Regions from separate parts of the Mus musculus genome. Here all the other regions are linked to region 4. A link is a contact called in public HiChIP or PLAC-seq and promoter capture Hi-C data. All regions are on one chromosome and are shown on one strand. The core of a region is the stretch at or near the end of the contact, and the rest is flanking DNA. Distances in the headings are between cores, read along the strand shown. Region 1 holds the start of Nxph4 (neurexophilin 4). Region 2 holds the start of Ndufa4l2 (Ndufa4, mitochondrial complex associated like 2). Region 3 has its middle 14 kb from the start of Gm23996. Region 4 holds the start of Zbtb39 (zinc finger and BTB domain containing 39). Region 5 overlaps Sdr9c7 (4short chain dehydrogenase/reductase family 9C, member 7).

Region 1 (2,700 bases), core at 114-2,613, 200 kb after region 4:
CAGATTGCCTGTGTGTGTGTGTGTGTGTGTGTGTGTGTGTGTGTGTGTGTGTCCCTGTGGGTATTTGCCTCTGTCAAGGCAAGAGGTACTTTGGGTACCTAGCTGTTTCTGTATATCACTGTATGCTACTGTGTGTATAAATCATGTGTGTCCGTCTCTGTGTGCTTATGTGCCTCTGTGTATGCTGGTCTGTATGTGAAGTGGCCTCACTGCTACAGTGTAGCAGGGTACTATTACAGTGGGGTAAGACTGGAGACACACCTTGGGATGTGTGTCTGTCTCTTCATCTCTTTGCATGGTCCTATCTCTTGCTGTCTAGGTGTTGGTCATACTACCTACTCAGCCTCAGACACAGCGCATAGCAACAGCTGACAGCTGAAGACTCCCTGGGTAGGGGAGAGAGAGAAAGACCAGTGGGAGGAGGAAACACGAAGAAACAGCCCTGAGGATGAGAACAGAGACCGTGCTGGAGCTGGGGACAGAGAGAGACAAGGACAGAGATAGACAGGGAAGGGGACGGGATGAGAAGAGCTGAGAGTGGAAGATGGGATTGTGGGAGAGAAAGCACAGGGCTCGTACCAAGAGGGGCAGAAGGCACTGAGGACTTCCTGCCTAGCACCAAACAAGGGTGCTCTGGATCAGGCCAGGGTCAACAGTGCGGATCAGGGGCTAACTTAAAAGAGCCGGTTTAGCCAAGGGGTCCGGGGGCCGCAGAGGTGCCGCGGGGCGGGGACAGGGCGGCGGGCGCCGTTTGTCAGCCCTATTGACAGACGTGATGGGGTTTCCGTCCGTGATCAATGATTCTCATCTCCAGGCCGAATGAGCCGCGGGGCGCCCATCCATCCCCGTCAGCGCCGCGCTCAGTGCTAGTCGCCCGAGGCCCCGCCCGCCCTCACCTCGGTCCCTGTCCGGATCACTGCCCTAGACCTACCTCTGCCAGGATTATAGAAACACCCCCCACCCATCCACCTCGGGCATCACAGGACAGGGTCCTGCTGCGTTCCCTAGCCTGTGTATGGGAACTCATGCTCCGCGACGACCCCTTCCCGCTCACAGTTCAGGGCCTAGAGTCCCACGCCCTATTGTAGCCCTCATCTGCCCCAAGACCTGGCGTCTTTGGGGTGCTGCTCCCCAAACCCCTTGCCCCTCTCCAGCTTCACACCTGAGCCAGGGGTGTGTCCAGGGTGTGTCACGGTGAAAGTCACCTTCCTTGCCCCCAGCTGGGCGGGAGGGGGCGCGCGGGGCGCGGCCGGGATTGGAGCACCGCGGAGCCCCGCCCCCCCACCCCGCCCGCCCGACTCAGACCCAACTTTCTCCCCCGCCCGCGCCCCGCCCCCAGCGCCTTGCTCCGCTCCGCGCTCAGTCCGCGGGCCGAGCCGCCCGCTCCCGCTGCTCGCGCCGCCGCCCTCTGCCCGGCGTCCCTCACCCTGAGCCCAGTCCTGCCGGACTCGGGACCCGCCCTGCCCGACCCGCTCGACCGCTCGGGAAGATGCGGCTGCTCCCGGAATGGCTCCTCTTGCTCTTTGGTCCTTGGCTCCTTAGGAAGGTAAGGGTGGCAGAGCCAAGGTGCGGGGTCCGGGACACGAAGAACACTGCATGCCAGGGGGCTCCGCGCGTCCGCCCCGCCCCCAGGACTAAGCGTCCCAACTTTGTGCGTCGTGGGGGACGTGGACAGACAGACTGCCCGCTTTAGGACTGGCATGCACCCAGCAAGTTGGCTGAGGGTTAGAAGAAGGTGCAGGGTGGAGGCCCGGCTCCAGTCGGATTCAGGCGCGACGGGGGGAGGGGACGAAGCGCGACCCGCGAGTGCGCCAGACAGAGAAGGAGTGCGAGACAGACAGACAAGCCAGCGGGTGTTAGCCTAGCCTTCTTTCCGCACCTACCTCGCTTGCCTCCCTCTGTCTGTCTGTCTGTCCTTCCACCTCTCACCCTCCACCTTCCCATTCCTCTTCTCCTTGTCACAATGCCAGGTAAGCTCTGCGATCCGAGCATACATTATCCAGGCACACGCGCTTACACGGACCCACACCAGCAGGGCTGAACTTGGCTACAATCTTCCATCCCATTTCCCGCGGAGACACCATCTCCCCTGCATAACCTCACAGACACACCCCCCTCTCACGCCTGGTGGTTGTTGTCTGGGAGGGGAGTCTCTCCTTACATCTCCTTCCTGCCCCCACCCTTCTCACTGTCTCTTTTCCTGGGGTTTCTGGGTGAAGACCCAAAGGCTAAAAGGGCCCAGAGCTCATCCTGCCCGACTCTTGCCTTGAGATCTTCAGCCCATATGGGCTCACAGTGCGGACATGGAGTGTATGGGTTAAAACCAGCCCTTGTATGCATGTGTCCAGGGAATCCAGGCACTGGGACCCAAGGTGAATGTCTATGTTGGCATGCCATGGTGGAGACATTGTCTTTGCATGGTTGATTGTGCCTGCTTCAAAGCACTGCCATCTATTTGTGCCCTGAAGTGTGACCCACAAGGGTAGTTTAGACTCTGCCCCCAACTTCCTTTCTCAACTATGACCTACCCAGTTTAAGGGCAACCAGTTGGCTCCACAAGCCCTCACTCTTGGACCTCAATCCCCAGTCTTTAAGAGAAACCAGTAATTCTCCTCCAAAACGCTTGGACCCCAGGCCTGGTGTGGTGTCCTCATAACTACAATAGGGTAGACACTGCCCCAGTGAGCCAGTTAGTAGAGC
Region 2 (2,761 bases), core at 252-2,751, 220 kb after region 4:
TGGAGAGGGAAAAGAGAGTTGAAAGAGCGGCTCTTACCTCCTCTGTCTTGTGTGTGGTACTGACTTAGGGACTAGGACGGGAGGGGAGAGGGGAAACACTGGTTCTACAGTTACCTTGTACTGGTCATTGGGACTCAGGCGGTTCCAGGGCTCTGGGTTGTTCTTTCTGTCCCAGCTGTGAACAGGACAGGAAGGTTAAAGTTTCTTTTCTGGGAACCAGGACTTTGGCATTAAACATGGCCTCAGTATCACCACCCCTGGCGCCCTACCCTGAGGAGGGGAGAACATTTCCTAGAGACTGACAGAGAAGGGGGAGTGAGTGTCGTTGTCATCGCCATCCCTGGGAGGTGCTGGCAAGAAGTATGGCAGCTGATGACCAAATGACAACCTAGCCTATAGACTGCCCAGGGTTAGCCTCCCTCACCCAACCGCTCAGGGCAGAGTCCTGGGAGTCAGGCAGAAATCCTGAAGGACAGTACTTTCAGTGGGTGCACCTCAGACTCCAGGATCAGAGTGGGTGGTGCTTTGGCCTTCTGCTTGTCAAAGGACTGACCCCCCTGATGCTTCTGGCAGGACACAAAGTCCCAGTACAACCAAAGACCCTCAGGAGTCCCACACTGCCAGACATCCAGCACTTCCGGTCAGGCATAGAGGTACCTAAAAGCCACCAGACATGGCCAGTAGAGATGTGTCGCCATGGCAACCCTGTGGTGAGCTGCTGGGATTCCAGCTGCCCCACGTGGCTAGCCACTGACAGTGAGCCACCAGGTGGTCCAGATGGGAGGTGAGGGTCTCTCAGGTCAGGGGCCACTCCAACCCTGGGAAATGCTGGGTGGCAGTGGAAATGAGGACGGACACAGACCGAGGGTCCTTCTAGGTCTAAGGTCCCACCTTAGACCATTTTATTCCACCCAGGACCCCTGCCCTCTTGCCTCCCAAGACCTGTTGTTACCAGACATCAGGACTGCGCAGGGCAAGTCGCAGCAAGTAGAGTCCGGCACTGCCCATGCCCAAGCAGATGAAGCCAATCATTGGGATGAGCTGCAGAAAAACCAGGCACTCTCAGGGTCCGAACTCTGCTCAGTTCCCACTCACTCTGTCCTAGTTTTCTTCCTGTCCCTTTATCTTTACTCAAGGTCTGATGCCACCTTCCCTTTGGGAGTGGGGCCTGAAACCTACAGCCACATCCTCAGCATGCTGTCCCTTACCCTTACAGTGATCCTGTCCAAGGCAGGTTGCAGGGACATTGAGTACATTGCAGAGAGAGGACATAGAATGTCCCTGGGAAAACTTGGGAACACTAAGGAAACCGGACAGGAAGCAGGATGGGGGGAGTGGGGGTGGGGAGGGCTTGAGAGGCAGGGTGACAAGAGGGGAATTAGATCTGAGGACTGAACTCACCCCAGGGTGTCTTTTTATCTGCCGGTAGAAGCGGGTCCCTAGACTAGTTCCTGCCATCTTGTCCCAGTGTCTGGTCTTCTAGGTGGATCTCTTCTATTCCTCACCCTGGGGTCCCGCCCCCCATCAGGGAGGGGTCAGCCTAGCCCCGCCAGCTCCACCCAGCTTGCTTTCTCCCTGCAGTTCCAGATCCAAAACAGGCTGGAAGTTGTTGCGGAGCCTTGAGGTTCCTCCTTCCCAACTCTCTCTTACTGAAAGGGAAACCCTGGCCCAGGAGACACCATTATACTTGGGTCTTTGGGTATCTGAGGGAGGAACCTCTTTGGCTTCCAGAGACTGAAAGGGGATCCAGATGTGGGACAGACAAGCAGACAGCCTTCTAACAAAGTGGGGATGTGGAGTGTCCACTGCAGGGAGCAGGGAACAGTGGGGGCATGCACAGTACGTTGTCTACACTCCTGGAGCTAGCAGGCCTTTCGCGTATAAGAGGCACGTGAGCAAAGTTAGTGCTGCCAGCCCCTCTTGGTCTGGGCGGTTTTGCTGGGTTGTGGTTGGCCTGGAGTAGTCAAGAGGTGGAGATTGCAGGTGTATGAATCTGCACCGCTCAAGGCATAAGGCAACAGTTGTAGCAATTTAGGGGCTTGAGATGAGGAAGGAAGAGCCCTCCGAGGAGTCCACCATACTCATCTCTGGCTTTGGGACTAGCAGAAGAGCTCCGAATTAAGGAAGCAGCCATAGAAAACTAGAAGAGATGTTGAAAACCGGTGGGAAGGGGGTGGGGGATTAGGTATATGCTATATTGCCCGGGCAGGAAGTTTTCCCCATCCACCCGCTGTCTTTGGAGGACTGGTTTTGGGGACACAGGAAGTGAGCCTCTTCTTCTCCTCGCTTCCATGTTAATTTCTATCACCCCTCTCGATTAGCCCCTGCCGCTGGATTCTGCTATGCTCCCCCATTTCTCTCCTAAAGAACTTGTACTATGGTGGACCCCTGCTGGGATGAGCTGTGTACCGCCACTGCCTCCCTGGGGTACAGGGAGAGAGACAACCCTTTCTGAGGGGCCCCTCCCTTTCCTACACACCGATACCTCGCCCGCCCCTTGAGCTGACAAGCTCTGCTGTAATTAGGCTGCGGGGTCCGAGCTCTCCGCCTCCCTCCGGCGGATAATGAGATAAAGTGTCAGAGACATGGCGAGAACAAAGAGACAGAGACTCACTGAGACGTGTGTGGGGGAGGGGGTGGGTGTAGAGGAGGGGGGCTGATGGGATGTCAGAGCCTAGAGCAGAACAGGGCCCTTCCTGAGCGTCCCCACCTCTAGGGCTGGGCCAGGGAGGGTGTGTCCTGTCACCAGCGCCTCTAAGCC
Region 3 (2,700 bases), core at 67-2,566, 230 kb before region 4:
TAATTAATAGAAGTCTGTGGCTCCAGGTAGAGAGCATAACAGATAGATATTATAATAGATATTAATTAAATAAATGACCGTGGCGTGGCTCCTGGTAGAGAGCACAATAGATAGATGGTATAATAGGATGGCTGCTCTAGGCAGAGAGCTTAATTAAAAACTATCTGATTCCTATAGGCAGATATTAGAGGAAGTTTAAATTAATTGCTTTAAAGATGGTATAAAGATATATTGCTCTAATAAGTCTTACAGGAGACTCATATTCTGTCTCACATGGGCTCCACGGGAATTTTGGGTTTAAATCCTGGTTTGACTAGATGCCTCTTATAAGCAGGTATAGATAGAAGTGTGAATCAGTTGTTTTAAAGATGGTATAATAAAGTCTGCAGGAGACTCCTATTCTCTAATGTGGACTCCATGGGCATTTTGAATTAATATCCTGTACATAGACCCAGAGACACACATGTTTGTACACACAGAAATCCCATAGACACTTAAACCAAGAAGCCATGATATATACACAGAGAATCTGTAAAGTTAAAAGGAAAAAAAAATGCCTGGCAACATTACCCGACACAGAACATCCAAAGATCTCCCTCGAGCTCCTTTTGTGTTGGTGTCTATTGCTGGGCTTGGGGTCTGTACTTGAGAGGTTCGTTTCCCCAGTGAAACTTACTTGACGATCCATTCCCCTTGTCCTCTAACCCCACACTCTCACCTAACCTCTGTGGTTATACAGATTATAGCTTGCTTATTGATGGCTTAACATAAGAAAACATGGATTTATTTAACATAAAAACAGACATGTTAGGGGGCTAGAGAGATGGCTCAGTGGTTAAGAGCACTGACTGTTCTTCAGGAGGTTCTGAGTTCAATTCCCAGGAACTACACTTAGAGCTTACAACCATCTATAATGGGATCTGATGCCCTCTTCTGGTGTGTCTGAAGACAGTAACAGTGTATTCATATACATAAAATAAATAAATCTTAAAAACAGACATGTTGGTCGATGGAATAGAATCAAAGACACAGAAATAACCCCACACACCTATGGTCAACTGATTTTTGATACAGAAGCCAGAAATACACAGTGTGAGGGGTGGGTGGGGGTGGGGAAGACAGCACCTTCAACAAACGGTGCTGGTCAAACTGGATAGCTGCATATAGAAGAATGCAAATAGATCCAATTTATCAACCTGCACAAAACTCAAGTCCAGGTGGATCAAAGTCTCCACCTAAGGCCAGTAACACTGAGCCTGATAGAAGAGAAAGTGGAGAGCAGGCTTGAACTCATTGGCAATGGAAAAGACTTTCTGGACCGGGCGCCAGCAGGCACTAAGGGCAATAGTTAATAATAAATGGGACCGTGTGAAGCTGAGAAGCATCTGTAAGGCAAAGGACACCGTCATTCAGACAAATCAACAGGTTACACAATAGGAAAATATTTGTTGCCAACCACATGTCTGATAGAGGGCCCGTATCTAAAATACATAAAAAACACCAGAGATCAAGAAAACAACTCAATTAAAAAGTGGGGTATGGGCCAAAACAGAGTCCCCAAAAGAGGAAATTCAAATGGCAAAGTGCAATGTCCGGTGGTGCACACCTTTAATCCCAGCACTTGGGAGGCAGAGGCAGGCCAGCCTGGTTTACAAAGTGAGTTCCAGGACAGCCAGGGCTACACAGAGAAACCCTGTCTCGAAAAAAACAAAACAAAACAAAACAAAACAAAACAAAAAAAATGTCCAACATCCTTAGTCATGGGGAAATGCAAGTCAAAACTACTTTGATCTTACACCAATCAGATTGACCAACATCAATAAAACAAATGATCAGTCAGATTGGCCAAGATCAAAACAAATGACAGCTCATGCTGTTGAGAATGTGGAGAAAGGAAAACATAGGACACTTGCTGGTGGACACTTGCAAACTTGTACACTCACTGTGGGAAGCAGTGTGGTGGTTCCTCAGAAAGATGGGGTCTATTTACTTCAAGACCCAACTGTACCATTCCTGGCCATATACCCAAAGGACACTTCATCCTACCACGGAGGCCCTTGTTCAGCCATACTCAAGATTTATAGTAGCCCCACATTGGAAACAGATGTCCATCAATAGATGGATGGGTAAAGAAAATGTTTACACAAAAGAATATCTAATTACTCAGTCACTTAAAAAAAAACCACCAAAATTATCAGGTAAATGAAAGAAATTAGAAAAAAAAAATCCCAAGTGAGTTAACTCAGAACCAGAAAGACAAATATGGTATCTGGTTATATATTTTGGATATTTAAGGGTCATGGGTCTGCAGTTTGCCCTCTTTACCAGTTAGCTATTTTCCTATACTTTATCTGGCCAAAACTGTAAAAGAAATATGGTTTTAATCCTTTAAAAACACTTTTTAAAAATGTGTGTGTGTGTGTGTGTGTGTGTGTGTATGCGTGTATGCACGTGCGTGCGTGTGAGTTCAGGTGCCCTCAGAGTCCAGAAGAGAGCACTGGTTCCTGGGGAGCTAGAGTTGCTGCTGGTTGTGAGCTGTCCTGTGTGCATGCTGGGAACTGAACTTGGATTAAGAGCAGTACACACTCAAACTGCTGAGCCACTTCCCCAGCCAGCTTGGTTTTATTCCTTTTTTGTCTGAATCTCCCTAATTCTCATCCCCTCCTACTACCCAGCAGTCCAGAGTAAACCCGAGTCGAA
Region 4 (2,700 bases), core at 168-2,667:
CCTGGGGTAGAAAGCCAGACTGTGTGTTTTTAAAAGAGGGGAGTGAGCTATATGTGTCTAGCTAGGAGCCTTCCAACTGAATGGATGTTCAGCCCTCAGTACAATCCAAACAACAGGCTCGGGTTTCTTTACTAACTTCTTCCTAAATCAAGTTTTTCTTTCTATCATTAAGTCTATTCTCTTTCCTCACAATGCCAAATGCCAGGAATATACTTGAACTATTATCAATGCTCCATTAGCAGCTAAGGAAGAGGTAACGGTTGCACCTTTACTTGTCTGCCATAGCTGTCCTTTCCAGTCTACAAACAAACCTCTCAGCTCTTTTTTTCTTTTCTTTTTGAGATCTTATGTAGCCCAGGCTGACTTTGAAATTGCTCTGTTACTAAGGATGATCTTGATGGCATTATGATACTCCTACCTCCATCTCCCAAATGCTAGATTACAGATAAGAGCCACCACCAGCCCCACCTCAAAATCTCAAACTCTTGAATCCCCACCTCGCCCTTCATGGGATACTTGCCTATTCTCTGGTCCTTCCCAGACCCCTTCTGGATGCTAATTTCTCAAACGTTACTGTATTCTGTGGATGAAGCTAAACTCATAGCCAAAGCAAACACAACTGTGGTATGTAACATTACTTAGGTACGTTGTATCTGTCTTTACCAACTATACAGTAACAACTGGATGCCTTAAGCAAGGGAAAGATTCCTGCAAGCGTTTTTAACATCACTTTTCCCCCATCTCAGGTCTTGCACACCTCGGAGAAACAACTAGTCACATGCGTGTGCTTCGCACAACTCGCCCTGAGCAGCACAACCCTTTTCTCCATCGCACCAGGTTCTACCAACAATTCCCAACTTTTCCCGGGGGCCCAGCACTCGTCTGAGTATTGTTGGGTACCAACCACGCGTCTCCCGGGCCCTGGCGGTCACTCATCCACGGTGGGAGGCTCCGGGCACCCCATGGATATACAACTTGCAAGGAGTACGCCCCAACCAAAGGTCTGCCCGTGCCGCGGTCTCCCCGCGATCCGCCAGGGCAGGGACAGCACCGGGCTGGGGCGCAGCACCGCCGGGAAGGCGCACCTCGGTCGCCACAGACAGCGCGGGCTGCCCCCGTGCGACCCAGGCCCGGCGCCGCGGGAGCCGGCCGAGCGGAGGCCCGGGAGCCGCGGCCCGGTCGCCGGGAGGGAGGACAGGGCCGGCCGGGGACACCGGCGGGGCGCGCCCAGCCAGGGCGACAGAAAGGCCGAGCGGGAGTCCGGCTGGACCCGATCGCGCTTACCCGGCTCCGCGGGGTCCGAGCACCATCGCCGCCACCGCCTCACACAAAGGCCCCGGCCCGCCGTGCCCGGCCCGACGAGGAGGCGGCGCCGCCGGCCGCGGCCAGACTCTCCATCCGCCGAGCCGCTCGCCGCGCCGGCCCGGGCCGCCCCCGCCGCCCGGCCCGCAGCGCCCCCCGCCGTCCCGGAGGAGGCAGCGCCCCCCGCCGCCCGGCCCGCAGCGCCCCCCGCCGTCCGGGAGGAGGCAGCGCCCCCCGACGGCCGGGCGGAGCCACGAGCCCACACCAGCCCGCTCGCTGTGGCGCCTGGGGAGTGAAAAGCAGGTCCAACCAACCCTGTCCCCCAACAGCCTCGCAAAAATCTGTGTGCTTGTTCAGTTAATTTATGACTCCCGCGAGCTTTCTGAGGGCAGGGATCTGTGGTTTTGCCAGAGCTCCACTTTTGAGTTCTGCTTGTCACCTTGCCTTGCACACATATAGGCGCCTTCTAAAAACCTGTGTGCGGGTGCAGGTATGTGACTGTGCGGATGGGGGTGAGGGGGGCGGGGTCTGACCAAGCCAGCTCAGTCAGTCAACCGGGTCTCAAGGGAGGGAGTGAGGATTGCAAAGAAGAAAAAAAAATTGACAAAACTATAACATGACTCCAGCCAGTGCTGAGGCTGAGGCTGAAGCAACTTTATTTTTTTAGCTTTTATATCATTCTAGGTACATCCAAAAAAAACAAAAAACATGGTTCTTAGACCAAAGACAAAGTAATCAAGAGAAGTAGTAAACAAAGAGATCACACACGGTAATGATTAAGCATAGTAGCAAACAAAGCCCCACAGTCACCGTTTCTCACGTTCTTATCTGAGCCTACTTCCTTGTCCGAGCCCAGTGACAATGCCAAATTCCTGGAAGCAGCACCAGACACTCTCACCAGGGGTAGATGATTAACGAATGGAGTATTTCAGGTTAGATCCCCAGGAAGCTCTTCTGATAGCCCAAAACGGACCCTCCTTCCTGGTAGATGGCCAGATGGAGTCACTCTGTTACCTGGACCGTGGCAACCCAGGTGTCTTCCTAAACGGGTCCGTCCCCTGTCTAGAATTCCATCACTGGCCTCCTCCCTTCTCCTGAATCTGCTCATCAAATGATCCTGCTCAAGACTAGCCATAAAACCAAAGCTCCCCTGCCTACGTCCTTACACAGCCTAGACAGCCCAGGCTGGCTCCTTCCCATCCTGCCTCGCCTGCCAGCCAGGCACAACTCCAGCCCAGGCCTGTGTCTCATGGCCAATTCCAGCCTATCTGTCCTCTCTCTTTCATATCTGCCATAAAAGCATTCCCTTTGTGGGCTGGGGAGCTGGTTCAGAGGTTAAGAACACTGGCTGCTCTTCCAGGGGTCCGAAGTTCAATTTTCAGCAACCACATAGTGGCT
Region 5 (2,700 bases), core at 66-2,565, 170 kb before region 4:
AGCACAGACTCCCAGACACACTAGGCAGGTACTCTACCACTGCACTATAGCTCAGAGGGCTTGATCCATTGATAACATCAGAGCCCTTGTGATTCAATGGCTCCCAGAAGGCCCCCACTTCTAAATATTGTCTTGGGGACCCAGCCTTTAACATGTGAACTTTTGGAAGTCATTTCCAGTTCAAACCTTAACATTGATTAATAGCAGAATGGATGATATGGAAGGACAGAATGAAAGAGATGCATAGTCTCTCTCACACATACACACATACACATACATATGCACACATACACACAAATACATACATATACACACATACATATATACACACACATATACATTCACAAACATACATACACACATATATATACACACATATACATACATACCTACACACATACACATACATATACACATACATATACATACATACATACACAAACACACATACAAACACACGCATACACACATACACACAACAAACACACGCATACACACATATATACACACACACACATATATATACATACACACATATATACACACACATATACACACACACACACACACATACACATACACACACACACATACATACACACACACACACATAAAACACACACACACACATATACACACACACACATACATACACATACACACACACACATACATACACACACACATACATAAAACACACACATACACACATACATATACATACATACACATACACACATACTCATACATACACATATACACACATACACACACACACACACACACACACACACACACACACACACACACACACATTAAAACTAAGTGAAACTATTGGCTAGTGGGATGCCTAGTTATTGCTGTTAATTTTTCTTCTGTGAGTTCTATATTGTCTACAAAAATATCTGGGGAAAAAGTATTAAAATTAGTGATTCTGCACACAGGTGTGGAGGAGATACAGATTGGCAGCTGAGCAGTTCACACCTGTTGGGGCTCATGACATAAACAACAGGCAGGCCTCAGGCACCTCACCATGCCCCTCCTCCCAGACTCTGGGACAGAGATAGGCATTTGAATGGGGGTGGAGTGGGATTCAAACCTCAGGAAGAGAAAGGACTCCAGAGAAAATGGGTTTGAGGGTCAGACTTCCATGACAAAGCATTAAAGCTGCCAGGAAAGGGAATAACATTTGAAATGTAAATAAAGAAAATAACTTCTAAAAAAAAAAAGCTGGAGAACAATAACAAAGGTCTCCTGACTCTGGCATGCTCTAGGTGAGTAAATCACCCATTAATTCTGGGCCAGGATGCTTGTAGATAGTGGGTGGGCACTCAAGAATCCTTAGCCAGCCTCTAGCTGCACATTGCCACCCCCACCCCTTGAAGAGCCTTGCTCACTCTCACAAGTCAGGCTGTCCTTTTAGTGATGTGGCTCTCAGACACCTCCAACATTGTACCCAGCATGAATCTCTCCCCAGCGAGGCCTGGGCAGGAGGGTGACTAGGTAGGTACTCGGGGTTCTGCACATTGCCTCCCTTAGGGACATAGAGCCCATGCAGGCTGAGGGAAAGTAGCAGAGGTCCTCAGGGGCATGTGGAAGGAGGTGTCTGGATACAGAGGCTGTAGGCTTTTACACTGTTTTTTTGACATATTTGTTAGCTCCAATTTTGCGTGGAATTCCCATGAGACAGATTCCCGCCCACCCAGCCCTCTGCTCTCCCAGATGGTAATGGAGAGCAGGGGATTTGGATCTGAGTCCTTGAGAAAGAGTTCTCATCATGGAGACACAGCACTCTAGGAAGTATCCTGGCTTTCCCACTTGGGCTCTAAGGCTCAACTCTCTGTTTTCTCCTGTGGTCCATATACATACTCCCTAAGAAGGAACTTAAATGGGAACTTTTGCTGGCTTCCCAGCAGAGTGCGGATGAGACAAGAAGCTCAGTTAATAGTCTGACCCCTCTCAGATCCTCCTTAACCCATTTGGCTGCAGTTTATCCTGGGATCCATCAGTGGAAGAACATTGCCCTCTGCTTGCTGGCCTACTCTAGTGACTGTGTGCCACTTTAATTTGATTCTACCCCAGATATGGCTAAAAGTAACACCAAGAAATAGGGAGCCTGCTCCAGAGAAAACGTGTCACTGAGATGCTCACCCTCCTGGGTAGATTCAGACCTATCATGGATTGACTGACAGACTGACTTACGTTGTTGTAGTTTGGATCTTAGGTATCTCCCAAAGACCTATGCATTAAAGGCTTGGGCCCCAGCCTGGTGTTATTAGGCAGTCTTAGAACTTTAGAAAGTGAGGTAAGAGGTCTTTAGATGTCTAGGAGCTTTTGAAGGGGATGCTGGTAGGGCCCCAGGCCCTCCTTTGTCTCTTTCACCTCCCAGCCACCAAAAGAAGAGTTTTGTTCTGCTGTGAGCAATTGATACACTGTATCGCTGCAGGCCCAAAGAAACAATAAGGTCAACTAATCATGGACTGAACAATTCTCAAAACAGCAGGGCAACAACAGCTTTTCTTTTTCTGCTGATCATCTCAGCGATTTGTTGCAAGAACAGAAAGCCAACACCTCAGACACTTTTGAATTTTATACTTTACAAACCTGACCTTTTGGGTTTGGGGTCATTTTTGTTTATTTTTGAGACAAAGTTTCACTTTGTAGCCCAGGGTGGCCTCAGATTCACTATGTAGCTCAGGA

Evidence for each region. Promoter capture Hi-C pulls out the DNA fragments that hold promoters and counts their contacts. HiChIP or PLAC-seq counts read pairs in DNA pulled down with a chosen protein or histone mark. Capture Hi-C pulls out chosen DNA fragments and counts their contacts.
Region 1: a contact with region 4 is called in a promoter capture Hi-C map of pancreatic islet. The contact joins the promoter of Nxph4 here to the promoter of Zbtb39 in region 4. A contact is called at or near these places in 14 of 39 promoter capture datasets (the 3T3-L1 cell line, 3T3-L1-derived adipocytes, the C10 cell line and 9 more), 1 of 15 datasets of contacts at CTCF or cohesin (CD8 T cells), 3 of 115 datasets of contacts at active chromatin or transcription factors (embryonic stem cells and memory CD8 T cells) and 2 of 9 other capture datasets (adipose tissue and pancreatic islet).
Region 2: a contact with region 4 is called in an H3K4me3 HiChIP or PLAC-seq map of embryonic stem cells, with 6 times the contacts expected there. The contact joins the promoter of Ndufa4l2 here to the promoter of Zbtb39 in region 4. A contact is called at or near these places in 20 of 39 promoter capture datasets (the 3T3-L1 cell line, 3T3-L1-derived adipocytes, the C10 cell line and 13 more), 2 of 15 datasets of contacts at CTCF or cohesin (CD8 T cells and embryonic stem cells), 14 of 484 Hi-C or Micro-C datasets (B cells, CD8 T cells, cerebral cortex and 4 more), 5 of 115 datasets of contacts at active chromatin or transcription factors (effector CD8 T cells, embryonic stem cells, memory CD8 T cells and 2 more) and 4 of 9 other capture datasets (adipose tissue, embryonic stem cells, liver and 1 more).
Region 3: a contact with region 4 is called in a promoter capture Hi-C map of liver. The contact joins the enhancer-like site here to the promoter of Zbtb39 in region 4. A contact is called at or near these places in 11 of 39 promoter capture datasets (the C10 cell line, the HPC-7 cell line, cranial neural crest and 7 more), 2 of 15 datasets of contacts at CTCF or cohesin (the NIH/3T3 cell line and embryonic stem cells), 6 of 484 Hi-C or Micro-C datasets (bone marrow-derived macrophages, embryonic stem cells, liver and 1 more), 31 of 115 datasets of contacts at active chromatin or transcription factors (VIP interneurons, astrocytes, bone marrow-derived macrophages and 20 more) and 4 of 9 other capture datasets (adipose tissue, liver, macrophages and 1 more).
Region 5: a contact with region 4 is called in an H3K27ac HiChIP or PLAC-seq map of embryonic stem cells, with 11 read pairs. The contact joins the enhancer-like site here to the promoter of Zbtb39 in region 4. A contact is called at or near these places in 11 of 39 promoter capture datasets (the C10 cell line, the HPC-7 cell line, cranial neural crest and 7 more), 1 of 15 datasets of contacts at CTCF or cohesin (embryonic stem cells), 17 of 484 Hi-C or Micro-C datasets (the C2C12 cell line, adipose-derived mesenchymal stem cells, bone marrow-derived macrophages and 11 more), 28 of 115 datasets of contacts at active chromatin or transcription factors (bone marrow-derived macrophages, cardiomyocytes, craniofacial prominence and 17 more) and 5 of 9 other capture datasets (adipose tissue, embryonic stem cells, liver and 2 more).

What each region holds. Positions count from the first base shown.
Region 1 is chr10:127,533,222-127,535,921 of GRCm38.p6, reverse strand. It overlaps Nxph4 (neurexophilin 4), which reads left to right and starts at 1,363. Exons shown (of 2, transcript NM_183297.2): 1 at 1,363-1,546. The coding sequence starts at 1,490.
Region 2 is chr10:127,513,679-127,516,439 of GRCm38.p6, reverse strand. It overlaps Ndufa4l2 (Ndufa4, mitochondrial complex associated like 2), which reads right to left and starts at 1,501. Exons shown (of 4, transcript NM_001098789.1): 1 at 1,402-1,501; 2 at 953-1,041; 3 at 115-175. The coding sequence starts at 1,458.
Region 3 is chr10:127,965,422-127,968,121 of GRCm38.p6, reverse strand. No RefSeq gene overlaps it. Among named protein-coding and RNA genes, the nearest start is that of Gm23996, 14 kb to the right of the region's middle. Within about 2 kb of position 1,316, at least 6 of the 459 cell types and tissues checked have an H3K27ac peak or open chromatin away from gene starts, as enhancers often do. A contact at or near this core is called in hepatocytes, intestinal villus epithelium and liver, where this site is marked.
Region 4 is chr10:127,738,247-127,740,946 of GRCm38.p6, reverse strand. Zbtb39 (zinc finger and BTB domain containing 39) reads right to left here and starts at 1,417. Exons shown (of 2, transcript NM_198035.2): 1 at 1,285-1,417.
Region 5 is chr10:127,906,111-127,908,810 of GRCm38.p6, reverse strand. All of the region lies in intron 3 of Sdr9c7 (4short chain dehydrogenase/reductase family 9C, member 7), which reads right to left. Among named protein-coding and RNA genes, the nearest start is that of Sdr9c7, 8.9 kb to the right of the region's middle. Within about 2 kb of position 1,315, at least 9 of the 459 cell types and tissues checked have an H3K27ac peak or open chromatin away from gene starts, as enhancers often do. A contact at or near this core is called in embryonic stem cells and induced pluripotent stem cells, where this site is marked.